Linked DNA regions of Mus musculus: region 1 is linked to region 2. Evidence: chromatin contacts called from public Hi-C data. All regions are on one chromosome and are shown on one strand. Each heading gives the region's core, a stretch centred on a gene start, on an enhancer-like site or on the middle of the called end of the contact. The rest is flanking DNA. Distances are from core to core; before and after follow the strand shown.

Evidence for each region. Hi-C and Micro-C count contacts between places; a contact is called where the count stands out from the background.
Region 1: a Hi-C map of the N1E-115 cell line shows a contact between it and region 2, with 3 times the contacts expected there. The contact joins two enhancer-like sites. A contact is called at or near these places in 1 of 39 promoter capture datasets (embryonic stem cells), 2 of 484 Hi-C or Micro-C datasets (the N1E-115 cell line and bone marrow-derived macrophages), 2 of 115 datasets of contacts at active chromatin or transcription factors (cardiomyocytes and embryonic stem cells) and 1 of 9 other capture datasets (embryonic stem cells).

What each region holds. Positions count from the first base shown.
Region 1 is chr9:121,020,084-121,025,150 of GRCm38.p6, forward strand. All of the region lies in intron 35 of Ulk4 (unc-51-like kinase 4), which reads right to left. Among named protein-coding and RNA genes, the nearest start is that of Gm34945, 46 kb to the left of the region's middle. Within about 2 kb of position 3,583, at least 29 of the 459 cell types and tissues checked have an H3K27ac peak or open chromatin away from gene starts, as enhancers often do. A contact at or near this core is called in the N1E-115 cell line, where this site is marked.
Region 2 is chr9:120,501,016-120,506,272 of GRCm38.p6, forward strand. It overlaps the pseudogene Gm7229. Among named protein-coding and RNA genes, the nearest start is that of Eif1b, 11 kb to the left of the region's middle. Within about 2 kb of position 1,291, at least 64 of the 459 cell types and tissues checked have an H3K27ac peak or open chromatin away from gene starts, as enhancers often do. A contact at or near this core is called in the N1E-115 cell line, where this site is marked.

The DNA.
Region 1 (5,067 bases), core at 2,333-4,832, 520 kb after region 2:
GGCACCATGGCATCTAATCACCGAAGAACTAGGACTCAGAGAGCAGCTGCCACCCGAATCCATAGCAGTCAGCCACAGGCCACAGGACGGCACCTCCCCGCTCGTCAGGCTACTTATAAATGTATAATGAATGATTTTGTATAAGAACATTACATTTTAATAGTTTCTGGGAATGACAGGATAGATTGTATAAATGTTTAACTAGCATTGTCCCGTAGTCCACGCTTTGTTTATCTCGTTACTGGGTATGTGGAAATGAAACGGCAAGCCGAAGATGTCATGAAAATCAGAGCAGAAGACTAGGGAACAGACGCCCTCCGCAAACCCTCCTCTAGCCCTACGGCGATCCAGCGGCTTCTTGCAGATAAACACCTGGATCTCATTTAACTTTCCCGTACTTTCTCCCCTTACACGTAATTTAAATTGCTTATCATTTTGACCTTGGTAAGATGAAAAATGCATGCTTTAAAATTCAGTGTGTTTCCACATTTAAGGCCACCCCGGGGACAAGGCTGTCCCCTTGGGCTCTGTGCCTAACTGCTGGTGATGTTACATGCTTTCCTATAAGGAACGGGGATCATCTAAGACCCATCGAGCCTTATTAGGACGAGGTGAGGTGTGGCAATCATTGGGATGTTTCAGACACACAAATGAGGCCTGAAGCCTCCTGTGAGGAATACATTTGATTTGCTATTGTCAACTGTGTCATTTACTGCCTATCTCTTAATAACTTCCCCCAGCTCCCAATATTCAGTGAGCATGGTGGTTCTCTTTTGACAAATTTTCTCAGAGGACCTAAACTGTAGCACCCCAAAACACAGGCTTACTCTTTTTTTTATTATTAATGTTAGAATAAGTAGGCATAAGCCCTATGCCATTTAAACTGTAGCAAAAGACAGCTGTGTGACTAGTGAGAGTCCTGTTGGGAAGGGCAGTGTGACTACTGAGAGTCCTGTGGGTGTACAGTATGAATAATGAGAGTCCTGTGGAGGAGCAGTGTGAATAGTGAGAGTCCTGTATGACTAGTCAGAGTCCTGGGGGGGGCAGTGTGAATAGTGTGAATCTTGTATTGGGGTATGTGTCAATAGTGGGAGTCCTGAGGGGCAGTGGGACTAAGAGTCCCGTGAGGGGCAGTGTGAATAGTGAATCTTGTGTTGGGATTCACAGTGTGAATAGTAGGAGGCAGGCAGGGAGGCAGTGTGAGTAGTAAGAGCCCTGCTTGGATAGTGAGTGTCCTGTGAGGGGCAGTGTGACTAGTCAGTCAAGAGTCCTGAGTGGTAGTGTCATTAGTGAGAGTCCTGTGTGAAGGGGCAGTGTGACTAGTCAGAGTCCTGGGGTAGGCTAGTGTGAACTGTGAGAGTCCTGTGTGAAGGGGCGGTGTGACTACTGAGAGTCCTGGTGTAGGGCAGTGTGAACTGTGAGAGTCCTGTGTGAAGGGGCAGAGTGACTACTGAGAGTCCTGGTGTAGGGCAGTGTGAACTGTGAGAGTCCTGTGTGAAGGGGCAGTGTGACTACTGAGAGTCCTGGGGTAGGGCTAGTGTGAACTGTGAGAGCCTGTGTGAAGGGGCGGCGTGACTACTGAGAGTCCTGGGGTAGGGCAGTGTGAACTGTGAGAGTCCTGTGTGAAGGGGCGGTGTGACTACTGAGAGTCCTGGGGTAGGGCTAGTGTGAACTGTGAGAGTCCTGTGTGAAGGGGCGGTGTGACTACTGAGAGTCCTGGGGTAGGGCAGTGTGAACTGTGAGAGTCCTGTGTGAAGGGGCAGTATGACTACTGAGAGTCCTGGGGTAGGGCAGTGTGAACTGTGAGAGTCCTGTGTGAAGGGGCGGTGTGACTACTGAGAGTCCTGGGGTAGGGCAGTGTGAACTGTGAGAGTCCTGTGTGAAGGGGCAGTATGACTACTGAGAGTCCTGGGGTAGGGCTAGTGTGAACTGTGAAAGTCCTGTGTGAAGGGGCGGTGCGATTACTGAGAGTCCTGGGGTAGAGCTAGTGTGAAATGTGAGAGTCCTGGGGTAGGGTAGTGTGAACTGTGAGAGTCCTGTGTGAAGGGCAGTGTGAACTGTGAGAGTCCTGTGTGAAGGGCAGTGTGAACTGTGAGAATCCCATTTTATTTCCAGCGGTTTGTGAGGATACTTTTCACTTTTCAGTCATTTCTGTAGGACCCGACTTGCACACAAAGGTCAAATGCTGGCTATTTAGTCAACCATCTGAAATTAACTTTGCTAAAATAACAAATGCTCTTCAGGTCTAAGCTGACAGGAACGGGAGGGAAGGAGGGAGGGAAGGCAACGTCAGAGCCATGAGTCCTGGGAGCCTGAAAGTGAAGGAAAGGCAGCAGATGAAACACCCTCCCCAAACACAGTGAGGCTGGACTCAGGTGGAGCAAGTTGGCTCCAGGCTCTGGGGAGAGCAGAGACACAGGGGGGTCACAGCAGTTGGGGGTGTGACAGTGAGCAGTAAGGATCTTGGATACACATGGCCAAGACGATTTAAGGCCCTTCCATGTGTCAGGTATGGTGCCCCATGCTCACCCAACCATGTCACATCAGTATTGGCTAGTTTTGTGTCAACTTGACATAAGCTGGGGTCACTTGGGAAGAGATTCTCTGTTATCAAAATGTCCCCGCCAGACTGACCTGTGGGCAAGCCTGTAGTGACTGACCTGTGGGCAAGCCTGTGCTGCTTTTTCTCCATTAGTGATTGATATGGGAGGACTCAGGCTGCCCTGGGTAGTGTCCTGGGTAAGATTGCAGAATGAGCAAGCCATAAAAAGCGAGTTAGTAAGCAGCACTCCTCCATGGTCTTCAGCTCCTGCCCTGCTTCCCAATGAACTCAAGCCGTAGGATGACATAAATGCTTTCCTCTGAAGTTGCTTTTGGTCATGGTGTTTATCACAGCAGTAGAAACCCCGACCTGACAGCACCTGTACACAGAGGACACTCAACCTGGAAGTCAGAGGACACATGTCCCCGCAGCCCGGAGGACGTGAGGGCAGATGCTGCCCCTGTATCTCACTGACGAAGAGTCACTGAGGGGGTAAAGGCGGCTTGTCCAGGCCTTCCTGGCTAGAGCTGAGTCTCAGGCCTGGGGCTGGTGTGAGCAGTGATCCTGTCATGAAGGCCTCAGGGCTAAGCATCTCCATCACAGTGCTGTCCAAGTCTGAAAATATCTCATAGGCCGTGGGCATGACAAACCTCCGAGGTCACTGGCACTGAGCTGGGCTGGCAGGAAGGAGCGGGAACTGCAAGACACAACTGTAGCTTATAGGGAGTCTGCTTCCTTACCTGTCAGCTCCTCAGAGTGTGACAGCAAGAGCCTAACACTAACCAGGCCACTGTTGGCCTCCTCCGAGTCTGGAGACTGTCATCAGCTTGCTCATCCCTCACACACCCAGGACAGAGCCTAGCACATAGTAGGACTCAAACCCAGTGCTGGAATTTGTCACTGAAAATGGCTGCAGGAGTCTGCTGCTTACGAGAGACACGGGTCTGCAGTGTGCCTGCTGAAGAGGCCTGCTATAGTGGGTGCCACAGAGCCAGCAATGAGGCCAACACAAATGGCAATCAGCCCCTGCCAGGTCCCGGACTCTGCCCAACTGCGGCCACAGCTGTGACACTCCGGCTTTTACACCACTCTTTGTTCTCACAAAAGCAACATGAGGAAGCTCAGAGTTTGAAGGCTTATCATGACAGACGCCAGGGCTGGCATGGCAGCAGGGGCAGCTAGTCACATGACATCCACAGTCAGGAAGCAAAAAAAAAAAAAAAAAAAAAGTCAGCTGAGCAAAAAGCAATGCTCAGCTTGCTCTCTGTTTCACTTAGCTGGGCCCCTAGCCCATGGGACAGATGCTGAAATCCCAGGCCTGTCTAGATTCTATAAAGTTGACAACGATGATGATGGTGTTTAACCCTCACATGCTGTCCACAGTGTGACACAAGAAGTCTGTTAGAGCCCTGGTCTGCTTGACAGGTGAGAGACTGGAGGTGCAGACAGGCAAACAACCCGTCTGTCTGCACACGGGAGCCAGGTCTGCTGTGTGGCTGCACAGCCTCTCATTCCAAATGATGCAGCGCCCCTCACAACCCGCAGCCATGAGCCACTCGGAGAGATCGCACTGAGCTCTCTCTGACAGGGTTTCCCGAGGGGCTGCCCAGAGGGAGACCCAGCCTGAGTGTGGGTGGCTGTCCCGTGGGCTGTGGGCTTTGAAGACAGTTCAGTGCTTGAGTCCATCCAGTGAGGGGCAGGTCTTACTCCACAGAGACGGTTTGTTGTTTTAAACCATCAATACGCTCTGAACAAGTCTGTGCTGGAGAGAACAGGATAGGGAGGCACAGGGGACAGGTTTCTTATCCTCACAGTGTCGACAGTCTTGGAGGGGGGAAAAAAGCAAACCCAGAAAATGAGAAGGGAAGGGAGCTGTGAGGCAGGCGATGGGCATCACTGTCTTGCCAGCTGCTCTGCACCAGGGAACGGCTGACTGGTGACACCCAACGGAACACCTGAAGAACTTAAAGAGAGGCAGCATGTGGGGCTGTGGCACAGGATCTTCCAGGGAGAGGACGCTGCACATTTGTCCCAGGCACACATTTGTACACATGGGTGTTGGGAGCCGCGCCCACATTCGCCGTTACAAGATGGCGCTGACATCCTGTGTTCTAAGTGGTAAACAAATAATCTGCGCATGTGCCAAGGGTATCTTATGACTACTTGTGCTCTGCCTTCCCCGTGACGTCAACTCGGCCGATGGGCTGCAGCCAATCAGGGAGTGACACGTCCGAGGCGAAGGAGAATGCTCCTTAAGAGGGACGGGGTTTCGTTTTTTCGCTCTCTTGCTTTTCTCTCTCTCTTGCTTTTTCGCTCTCTTGCTTCTCTCTCTTGCTTTTCTCTCTCTCTTGCTTCTTGCTCTCTTGCTTCTTGCACTCTGTTCCTGAAGATGTAAGAATAAAGCTTTGCCGCAGAAGATTCTGGTCTGTGGTGTTCTTCCTGGCCGGTCGTGAGAACGCGTCTAATAACAATTGGTGCCGAAACCCGGGACGAGAAAAAAACTCGGGACTGGCGCAAGGAGGATC
Region 2 (5,257 bases), core at 41-2,540:
GGGCGCTCGGAGCCAAGCTGCTCTCTGGCTGATACCCTACTTCATCTCTGTGGAATGCATCAGGGATCCAAGGCTCTGTGGTCCACTCTAAACTCCACAGGACATCCGCACGTGCGTGCGCGCTCATGAACACACACACACCCAGCATCAGCACCTTCCCGGGCACCCTCGCCAGCTGCTTGTGAAATCCCACAATTTCACTTGAAACACGGCTTGTTTACCGCCCTGAGGACAAGCATTTCTCCCCACCTCTGCCACTTTCCTATTTCAGGTGTGTCAGGAACAGCTTTGGCAAGCTGTGTCACCAACCCACAGGTGTGTCTATTTTGTACCTTGGTTTAAAGGGGATAGGAATGTAATGCCTGCATGTGGCCAAGAGGAGGCGCTATTGGCCCATTTATGCCCTGCCTTTAAATTTCATAGATCAATGTGCTTTCATATGAATTGGCCTCAAGAAAAGAAAAGACCCCAAGACAGAGTCGTTGACGAGTTATAATATCGCTGGATACAGTCTCAGATACTCCACGTGCTCAAGAAAAAAGTCAAAACCTTTGCTCTGAAAAGCACTTTGATAGGCCCAGAGTACACCTACCTCCTAGACATCTATCTATTCTAGGACACCCTGTGGTGGGGGCAGGGGTGAAGTTGGGGTAGGATAGAAGCCCCCACTTCTTGGGGCCCTGTGTCTAAAAGAGCCACTCAGCCCCATCTCTGAGAGACACCTCAAAGCAGCCATGAGCCTAATTTCTGGGTTGCAGACAACTGTCCTTCCAAAAGCTAACCAAGATGACCTGGTTGGGATAATTGTCTAGAATCCCAGAGGGTGTGAAAGTGAGGGCGGCTGAGACAGTCGTGTTCACTGTTCACTTGACGGTCTGCAATAAGCCATGATGGGAATCTCAAGATGCTCTCACAGGGAGCTGGGTGTGGGGTGTAGTTGGAGTTGGCCTAGGGCCATGTCTGTTTGCTTATAGCATCTGATCTTAATAACCTGTGAAAAACTGAATTAAAAGCTGTACCTGAGACACCATATACTTACCACCCTGAAGTTATCATTTCTGGTTTTACTTTTTGCTAATATCATATCTGTTTTTACTTTTCTGTCAAATGCATCAGTACAGCTTGGCCTGATTGAGCCATAGGTGTTTTGTTTGTTTGAAGTAGCTGAGCTGCAATTCTGAACGTTGCCAATAGGTGGCGATATTGGCCTATTTATGATCAGCACATGTCTTTTTGGTGTGCTTTCATTTGCGTTGGTATTTTGGCTTGGTTGCCACGGTTATGGTGGGAAAACCTGCCTAACGTTGAGTGGCTCTATTGCCTGGGCAGAGGAGCTTGCGCTAGGCTATCTAAGCATCGGCAAGAATCCGTGGTTCATTTCTCTTGGCTAGTGACTGTGAATGTTCTGTGACTAGCTGCTTGAACTCTTCTCTTGCTGCTCAGACATTCGAAGGCCCAAGTACACTTTCCTAACTGCAAAGACCTCCATGTGCACCTCCTTAGAATGATAGGACTTAGTCTCAAGGTAATTGTTATTGGCACGATGTGTGAGACACCAAGTCCTTGTCATGAATAGTGCCTGGTCATGGTTTTAGAAAATGTGAGAAGGATGTGAAAGCTTAGAAGGCACACAGCTGACAGAGCCAGAATCTCTGAGGAAGAAGGAGAGGAGCCCGCTTTAACAAGTGTTCAGTAGGAGCCGTGAGATGCAGGTGAGCTTGAAACACTGGAGACTGGATATAAAGATATCCGACTGTGACTGTATAAACTTGGAGGAGACACTGCTCTGCCTGAAGCATAGAGCTATTATATATCAGGACAAACAAGGCCCTTGAAGCCAAAGGGAAGTGGAGATAGGAAGATCTGGAATTCAAGGACAGTTTGAGCTGCACAGTGAAACATTGTTTCCAAAAGGCAGACAAACAGCCAGAGGCAGTTCTGGCCTGTGCACACCTTTAATCCCAGCACTCAGGAGACAGAAGCAGGCAGATCTCTGAGTTCAAAGCCAGCCTGATCTACAGAGTGAGTTCCAGGACAGCTAGGGCTACACAGAGAAACCCTATCTCAAAAAATGAAGCAAGTAAGCAAGCAAACAAAAAAGCAGACAAACTAGTCAGGCATGGTGGTACACATCTTTAATCCTAACACTTGGGAGGCAAAAGTAGGCACATCTCTGAGTTTGAGGCCAGCCTGGTCTACAAAGCAAGTTTCAAGATAGGGTTAGAGAAACCCTGTGTCAAAGGAAAAGGAATGAGGGAAGGAGGGAGGGAGAGAGGGAGGAAGGGAGATAGGGAAAGAAGAAGCCCAGGGGCCAGAGGAACTTGGGTTCGATTCCCAGCACCCACATGGCAGCTCACAGCTGTCTGTATTCCAGTCCCAGAGGTTCTGGTGCCATCACACCAATGCACATAAGGTAAAAATTAAATAAATTACTAAAAACAAAAAGGAAGCTCAGAAGATGAGCTCAACAGGACTCAGACAGCAAAGAAGTAGGAGAAACAAGACCCCAAAGAGAGCCCCTAACTCAGGCCTGTGCCCCTCTCTGAGCCGGTCCCCATCGTGTGAAACTGTGGCTTCCAAACTGTGCACTGCCCTGGGTGGCTTCATCTTACAAGAGCTTTTGGCTGTGTTGTGATTATAAACAGAGGCAGGATGACTGCATTTCATGTGCTCACATACATTACCCAGGAAGCACAGACGTAAAAACAACGTATTCCCACTATAAGTTTATTAAAGTCAATTTGTATCGTCTTGTTGTTCCCAAACCTGGGGGCAAAGTCTGCACTCCCTGAAGCCAAGTTTGTCTACCTGTTCTTGAAAGCCAATTAGAATAGCAAATATGTATATACAAATATGTGTACATACTTACACGTGGGAAAGGGACCTGTGGCATATCATGTCGCCCTCCATCATCTTCCGTCCTCGTCCTGCACCCGCCCCTGCCTAGCTGCAGGCCACAGGAAAGCTTCCTTCTCAGAGCTCCAGCTCCTGGATGGAGATGCTTGGGTTCCTAAGGTATCTGACTCTACCATGAGAAGGCTGGACATACCAGAGAAAGAGGGGCACATGACCCCATAGCTGCCAGGTTTATACAGGAGTAGGCAATCTCTCCACCACAACCATTCAAGTAAGAACTTACTACTATCCAGGCCTGGTAATGCAGGCTGTTAATCCTTGCTACCTGGGAAGCTGAAGCAGGAGATCATGAGTTCAAAGACTGCACAGGCTACAGAGTAAACTCTATACTCAAAAATGATTTGAAAGGGGAGGGTGAAGCATAATAGCAGAGCTCCTGTCTTGCATGCATAAGACTCCAATTCACATTCCAGGGCCACAGACAACAGCAAAACTTACTCTTTGCATCCAGCAGAGAGTCTGACTCTTCCTCACTCAAACACACGCAGGCCTTCAGGGTCTTGCCTGTTCAAATCCCTGTAATTCTGGGACCTATTACACCTATTCTTTCATTTGCATCCCTCTTGAAAAGCAGGTCTCTAGATTTTGCAAGCATCAGATGTAATTCCCCAGCAATGGCAGTGACATGGCTCTCAGAGGTTTCAACCAGGAAATGGGGAAACAGTTGGGCAGTTAGCAGACACTGCTGTCATCTGCAGGAGGCCCCAAGGAGGACAGAAACAAAACAAGTCACAGAGCTGTCTAAAGGCAGCTATGAGAAATCATGAGAAGCACGTGTAGTGGTTCACATCGCACCACAGATAGGAAGTTAGAGCAGGGGGATTGCTGTGAGTTCCTGGCCAGCCTGGACTACACAGTGAGTTCTACTCTGGTTACTGTGGGTAGAGAATGAAATTGTATAAAAGAAAGAAAAGGAAAAAAAAATGGCAGGGACTGTCAGGCGATCTTTATCAATACTTCTGGAAGAAAAAAAAAATATGAACTTCCAAACTGAACCATTAGTCAAGTTCCTTGTGTAGAGGTAGGAAAAAGACAACTGGTCAACCTCACAGTTTGCCTCATGTGAGCCAATGTGGCTTTTCTGGTCTTTCAGTGACTCCTCTATATGCAGAAAATAAGTCAGCTTGGCAGTATGTAAAAAAAGAAAAGAAAAGAAAATATGCTGACTTCACAAACACAAGGCCTGGCTTTCCATCCTCACAAACAGCAGAACAGGTGAAAGCATCAAGTGGTCCTTTATGCTTCAATTTTTCTTATACTGAATAGGGGTGAGGTGTGTCAGTGTTGGGGTACATATTCATTGATAATGGGTAAAGGTGACTAGGAAGATATTGTCCCTGATCTGTAAAATGTCCCCCATGGGCTTGTTAGAATATTTTACCCTCAGCTGTTTTGGGTGGTTGGGAGATAGGGCCTTAGTAGAAGATGTGGGTTGCTGCAGAGTGGGCTTTGAGATTTATGACCGACTTCTTGTGTCATCTCTGTTTTGTGGTCCTCTGAGATGTGGGCAGGCAGTTACCACATGTCCCTGTTGTGACAAAGCTGCTCCTCGCTACATATGGAATTGTGTCCTTATAAACCCACTGTCCCTTGAGTTACTTCTTGCCAGGTGTTTGGTCTCAGAAATAAGAAAAGTATTAATCCTCCTGAACAAATAGCCTTCCAAAGAATTTATTTTATTTTGAGACGGGGTTTCACTATGTGGCTCTGGCTGGCCTGGAACTCACTGTGAATACTAGATTGGCCTGGAATTCACAGGGATCCACCTGGCTCTGCCTCTAGAGTGCTGAAAATAAAGCCATTCACTAGCATGCTAGGCCGTGGAATCCTTGTTGAAGTCTCACAGGGAAAGTATGTGGGAAATGAGGAGAAAATCCTCTGTCAAGAGAGAGGCCTTTAGCTTCCACCCACCTCCACACTCAGACTTCCAGTTTCATCAGCCTGATTCTTCTCTGGATGAACTGGCCACAGAGTTCCAAATTTTGAGAACTGTGTCCCATTAGACATCAGATATAAAAGGAATTGGACCCTCTCTTTCCTGTCCACATCTGTAGCAGGGAAGCCACCTGTGGAAATCAAGGCTGTGGTCTTTCCCACTAGATCTGTCAAAATTTGCTGGATGAGAGGTTCAGAATATCATGGTATCCAATTTAATAAGAAACCAGATCCGGGCATGGTGGTGCACACCTTTAATCCCAGCACTTGCGAGGCAGAGGCAAGCAGATTTCTGAGTTCAAGGCCAGCCTGGTCTACAAAGTAAGTTCCAGGACAGCCAGGGCTACACAGAGAAACCCTGTCTCGAAAAACCACAAAAAAAAAGAAAGAGAGAGAGAGAGAGAGA